Regions from separate parts of the Mus musculus genome. Here region 1 is linked to region 2. The links are chromatin contacts, called in public promoter capture Hi-C maps. All regions are on one chromosome and are shown on one strand. The core of a region is the stretch at or near the end of the contact, and the rest is flanking DNA. Distances in the headings are between cores, read along the strand shown. Region 1 overlaps Lin7a (lin-7 homolog A (C. elegans)). Region 2 holds the start of Lin7a (lin-7 homolog A (C. elegans)).

Evidence for each region. Promoter capture Hi-C pulls out the DNA fragments that hold promoters and counts their contacts.
Region 1: a promoter capture Hi-C map of liver shows a contact between it and region 2. The contact joins the enhancer-like site here to the promoter of Lin7a in region 2. A contact is called at or near these places in 1 of 39 promoter capture datasets (liver), 10 of 484 Hi-C or Micro-C datasets (brain, cerebellar granule neurons, cerebellum and 3 more), 3 of 115 datasets of contacts at active chromatin or transcription factors (PVALB interneurons, fibro-adipogenic progenitors and hepatocytes) and 1 of 9 other capture datasets (adipose tissue).

The regions. Positions count from the first base shown.
Region 1 is chr10:107,355,602-107,358,301 of GRCm38.p6, reverse strand. The region is part of intron 2 of Lin7a (lin-7 homolog A (C. elegans)); the gene reads right to left. Among named protein-coding and RNA genes, the nearest start is that of Lin7a, 85 kb to the right of the region's middle. Within about 2 kb of position 1,346, at least 2 of the 459 cell types and tissues checked have an H3K27ac peak or open chromatin away from gene starts, as enhancers often do. A contact at or near this core is called in hepatocytes and liver, where this site is marked.
Region 2 is chr10:107,270,571-107,273,270 of GRCm38.p6, reverse strand. It overlaps Lin7a (lin-7 homolog A (C. elegans)), which reads right to left and starts at 1,440. Exons shown (of 6, transcript NM_001039354.1): 1 at 1,329-1,440. The coding sequence starts at 1,410.

The DNA of each region.
Region 1 (2,700 bases), core at 97-2,596, 85 kb before region 2:
AGGTCTATAAGTGTATGCACAAGAATTGTTTATGAATTTGTCTAGATGATGTATATAGTCTTATTTTATGTTTTAAATGTTTTGGAAAATGTTTCCCATAAATTTAATGTTGTCTAAATTATTTTCAAGGTAATGCCATATTTAATGTTATAAATGTATCATAATGTATATATGAAAAGATAACTGAAAAATGAAAAGCCACTGTTTGTTTTAGTAACTGCCATGGTCTGAGCTGTTAGTACTCTTTTAGAAAATTCATATGTTGAAATCGCTTTAGGTTCACTAAAGGCTGATTGGATAACAGTAACTTTCAAAATAGATCTCAACATAGGGAAATGGAGGATTTGGTTCTTTTTCTCCTTCCTTCCTTCCTTCCTTCCTTCCTTCCTTCCTTCCTTCCTTCCTTCCTTCCTTCCTTCCCTCCCTCCCTCCCTCCCTCCCTCCCCTCCCTCCCTCCCTCCCTCCCTCCCTACCTCCCTCCCTCCCTCCCTTCCTCCCCTCCTTCCTTTCTAATTCTTCCTCTTTTCTTTGTATGTACACGCTGGTTTTGGACAAGTTCAGTTGTTCTTTTGCTTTTAAAATAAAAGCAAAACCTATACATTCAAGGTTTGTTTTACAGCAAGGTATGTATGTGCATACAGAGGCCAGCAGACATCCTTTGATGCTATTCCTTAGGAACTACTCCTCTTGTTTTTTGAGACATGGCCTCTCCTTGGCTTGCAAACCACCAGTCTCCATCTGTTTCTACTTCTCCAGTTCTGGGATTACAAATGTGTTCCAACACACATAGTCTTACTCTGTGGAATACAGGAATCAATGTTCAACCTTGGAAGGCAAACACTTTACTGACTGAGCCATCTCCAAGTTCCATCCTTTTCCAATGAAATCATCCAACAACTGAGGTTATAATTGTGCTAACTATGACCAAGTCAACTTTTACGAATGCTACCGTGGATGAAGCACAATTTATCAATCTCTAAACCTTGTAAAATAGTTCATTCTGCATGTTTATAAACTGTGTTCCTTTATATGATGTGAACATATCACCTAGACCTGATCTCACTTCTTAAATCGATCATTTGAACATAAGGACTAACTACCATTGATTCCTGTTGCAAACCATGATGGTCCAGGAAACTTCTGCAAGCATGGACTAGCCAACATTGAAGTACTGCTTGCAGAGACAGTTACACCAATAGGATCCTGTGAGTTTCTCATTACATTTTCATGTCTCTGTTAATGTTTAAACTTTTTAAATTTTTTTCAAACATAGTAGTGAATCATCATCAGCGAGTTCAAGGCCAGTAACACAGCATGCCTGAGCAAAATGTATTTTGAAATAAGCCTCTTCTCTTCAGGACACGTAGCAGACTCCTAGTGCTCCAGCACACTGATAGACCTTCAGCTTGGATCACTTTAAACAGCAAAATCTCCCTCAAAATCACAAGGATGCAACAAAGAGGGCAAGACTCACGCTTCTTATGAGCACGAGAGCTGAAAGGAGGGTGAATACTTCTCCTTGTTCACCCTGGGCTGGGAACTGCAGTCTGAGCAGTGGGTTAATCAGATTTTTTTTCTTTTTAAAGGAAAGGAAACGACAGAATGAAGAATTCTGGATTGGGCTCTTGTCTTTGTTCGTACCACCCTGATTTATCACTACTGCAATACCAGACTACACTCTTTACAGAAAGAAGCTTTCTGCCAAAAAAATTCTAACCATCCTCCCATTTTCTACTGCACACATTCTAAGCATGTGCTTGTTATCTGTTATTAGTCTCAGAAGGTGAATAACAGTCTTATAAAACAATCACCAGGTCCTAAGCTGTTACTAAAAAGGAGCTCGGGCTCAAATATATGCAGCCTTGAAAAAAATAAAGGAAGAAAATCGGCTAGTTTAAAAATGGATGAGGAAAGAAAAATGGATGAGAATTTGCAGCCGACATCATTAAGGTTCTCTACTTCCAGCTCATTCATTTATCGGGAAAAATATACACTCCCTAAAAATGACTCTGTTTTCCATTTTGTTGCAGATTAAAATGGGAAACTGAAGTAAATCAAGGATATGAGTGCAACCCAACATTTTTCTTTTGTTTTTTAAAATCTGTAAGTTCAAGGTTTGTTTTACAGCAAAGTGGTTGTTGCATTCCCTCAATAAAGGGCTGTAATCAGCTTCCAAGTGGACACAGAAACCTCCCCAAGATGCTATTGGTGTAGATTTGATTTGGCTTGACCTGTGCAGACTGCCCGTGCTCCCTCCTGCTGTTCTGTTGAGTTCTTTAATCATATGCCCTAATGATGATGGTTCAGTCACCTAAGAGGGTACTCATGATAAATCCTCTAACAATTAAACATAAACATAGCAAACAATACTTGCACTTCATTCAATATGATCTTTGCCAGTTCTATCCTTTACCTGCAAAGTTTAGGATTTCATTTTTCTTTCTAGTTGCGTAGAATTCCATAGTATATTTGCACCAAATTTTCATTGCACATTCATCAGGTAAAGGTTGTTTCTATTTCCTAACTATTCTGAATAGAACAGCAATGAAGGTGGCTGAGAAGTACCTATAGAGTATGATGTTTACATTCAGGGCATATGCTAAGGAGTGGTATAGCCTGATCAGATGGTAGACTTATTTTTAGCTTTTTGAAAAATCTCAGTGTCAATAATTATCAACCTTCCTAAATACTTGAGTTCCT
Region 2 (2,700 bases), core at 191-2,690:
TCTTACCCTAAGTAAGGTTGCTATGGGCACCGCATAATATCCGTTCTGGCACCAACAGATTGAGTTAAAGTCACCAGAGATCTCTCCACATTAAGAACCTCAAATACAGTTTACCAGCTTTGCCACTGTGCTCGCTGTACGATGCTCTTTTTGCTTTGCTGGGCCGCTAGTTTAATCCTCCAGAAAGAGAAATTTTAGAGGGACAAGGACTAAATCATTTTCTTCTGAGCACAGCATTTTCAAATGACTGCACCGGGTCCTAAGCCCCGCCGCTGCGGACCCAGAGCTAGAGGTGCCCTCTCTCTGCAGAGCTGGGGACTCTGGAGCCCTAATAACTAACTGGACCTGGTGAGGCAGAAAGGAAACTCCCATCCACCGCCAGGTACTACTCGGGTGCACTCAGCAGGGCCCGATCCTAGAGAAAGGTTTGGAAAGGTTTGGAAAGGTTTGAGCAAAAGCTCTTTCCGTTTCAGCCAAAGAGTAGGACGCACAGGTCACAGGCTAGAAGTTAAACAGTTACCCAGCCTGCGCTTTGTCTCCGCGCCTTCTGCAGCCCAGGCACTGAGGTACACTTGACTGGTGAAGAACAAGGTTTGCTGGAGCAGGAGACAGGAGTTGCTACCTCCCTGGAACTGCAGGCTGAGGGAGTACCAAGACCAGAGCCGCAGCTCCGAGCGGGAAGCTGGAGCCAAGCCGGCTCGGCTCCGGATGCGGTGTCCCTGAGCCAGCGAAGGTTGCCCGAGCTCTGCTCTGCCCTTTCGCCCGAGGGCAGCGCCCTAGCCAGGCAGTCCCGCGGCTTTGCACCCAGCTTCCCAGCCAAGCGCCCTGCCGCCCTGGGGCGATCTCCCAGTCACAACAGCTGCACAGACCCCTCATCTCCAGCGCGGGGACAAACTTCCTCCCTTCGGGTCCCCGCGCCGGCAGTTGGCAGCTAGCTTCCCCACTGGTCCCTTAGCAAGCTCTGGCTGGGAGAGCTTTCTCTGCCCCTCTTCAACCTCCAGTCACCAGCGCTCAGCGGTCCCGGCGCATCCTCTCCAACAAAGCCGGGGCCCGGAGGCGACCCGGCGAGGGACCGAGACTGTCAGCTGAAACATTCGAGCCCTGGCAAGCACCTACGCCCCGGAGAGCGCAGCAAGAAGGGGCAGCGGGGACCAGGAGAGGAGAGAGGGGAAGAAAGTGTCCTGCTCCGGGCGCGAAACCCTCCTGGGCTGATCCTCCTCCCCCAGCTGCCCCTGCCCGAGCGCATCCTGCCTTCCCTGTGGGACTGGGCAGGGCGGAGGGCGAAGCGGTGCGGACTGTGTGGCCTGACGGACCAGCCGCTCCCTTACCTCTGTCCAGAGTAAGCGGCTGGACCACTGTCAATGTCGCCATGTCTGCCGTGGGAGCCGAAGTGACGCTCGGCTTCAGCATCAGCAACCGCTTGTAGTGAGAAAAAGAGGAGGAGATTGGGGGCGGGGGTGGAGAGGGAAGACGGAAAGGAGGGGGAGGAGGGGGAGGCAGGAAGGTGGTGATGGAGGAGAAGAAAGCTCGGGTGGGTTGGTAGCCAGATGGAGACTCAACTGTTCCGCCGCGGCGAATCTTCAGTGCGGCGCCAAGCAGGGCAGGTAGCCGCGAGCGCCTGCCTGGCCAAGGAGCTGAGAAAGGAACGCTCAGCCCTAGAACTTTGCTCGCCCACCCGTCAGTAGCTCTGGGTGGCTGTAGCAGGTTTGCTGTCTTTCAACTTTCCACCTAAGCATAATGGTCAGAATGCACTCGAACCCAGAAGAAGAGGACTCAGAAACGGGAGAGAGACAGACAGGGGTAGAGAGGTGGGGGGACAGAATTCTTTTCAGATTAAGAAAAAATTTCAACCTCCCTTTCCACATCCCTTTCCAGAGGAAACGCCACTAGCCGTGGGAGATGTTGCTATATCATTGTAGTTGCTGTTAATTTCTGTTGAAGCTTTTTGTTTAGAACGTCCACTCTCAACAGCACAAGGTAACCGACTGAGGGCCAGGCAGGGTTCTGTTAAGTCAGTGTTCGTTTAGGACCTGGGTACATTGCCTAGGAAAATGACTTGCCTTTACAAGCAAACTTCCTTAAAAGGTTCTGAAATAAAAAACGAGTTGCTGTCAGTGAACAGTATTTATCAGGGACCCTCTCCTGTTAATCTGGAAGAAACTTGTATTCAGAGGTGCTATTTATTAATTAGCATGCATGACAAGAGTTGAGCCACGGATGTTTGGTGCCATTTGCTACATCTTAACCTGGGGATTCACTTTTGTTTTCTTTCTCTGCATCCTCCGAATTACAGGTAGATAATGTGAAAGGCCTTATTTCTGAGTCAGTAGATCACAGTTCAGTTCCTGGAGCCTTCAAATACTGACTATGAGCCTTAATCCCAACTTTCACTAAATGTTCACCAAGCCTCATTTCCTTATCAAACCATGAAGAAACATGGAGAAAGATCCTCTGGGCTTTACCGAGATTGGTGGACACAGAGCTGAGATGGCGATGCTGCCCTCCCTGTGACAGCTAAATCATCCTTGTGACCCAGAGACCCTCAGAGGTAGACCCACTGGGTTGCAGAGTATTTGCGTATGACCAAATGCTACGTTCTTCTAATGAGACTAAGAGGTGAGAAAGCTCAGAAATTCAGCAGGAATTGAAAAGTCAAAGATGACTGACCATCTAACTATGCAACAGATCATTGGATACATG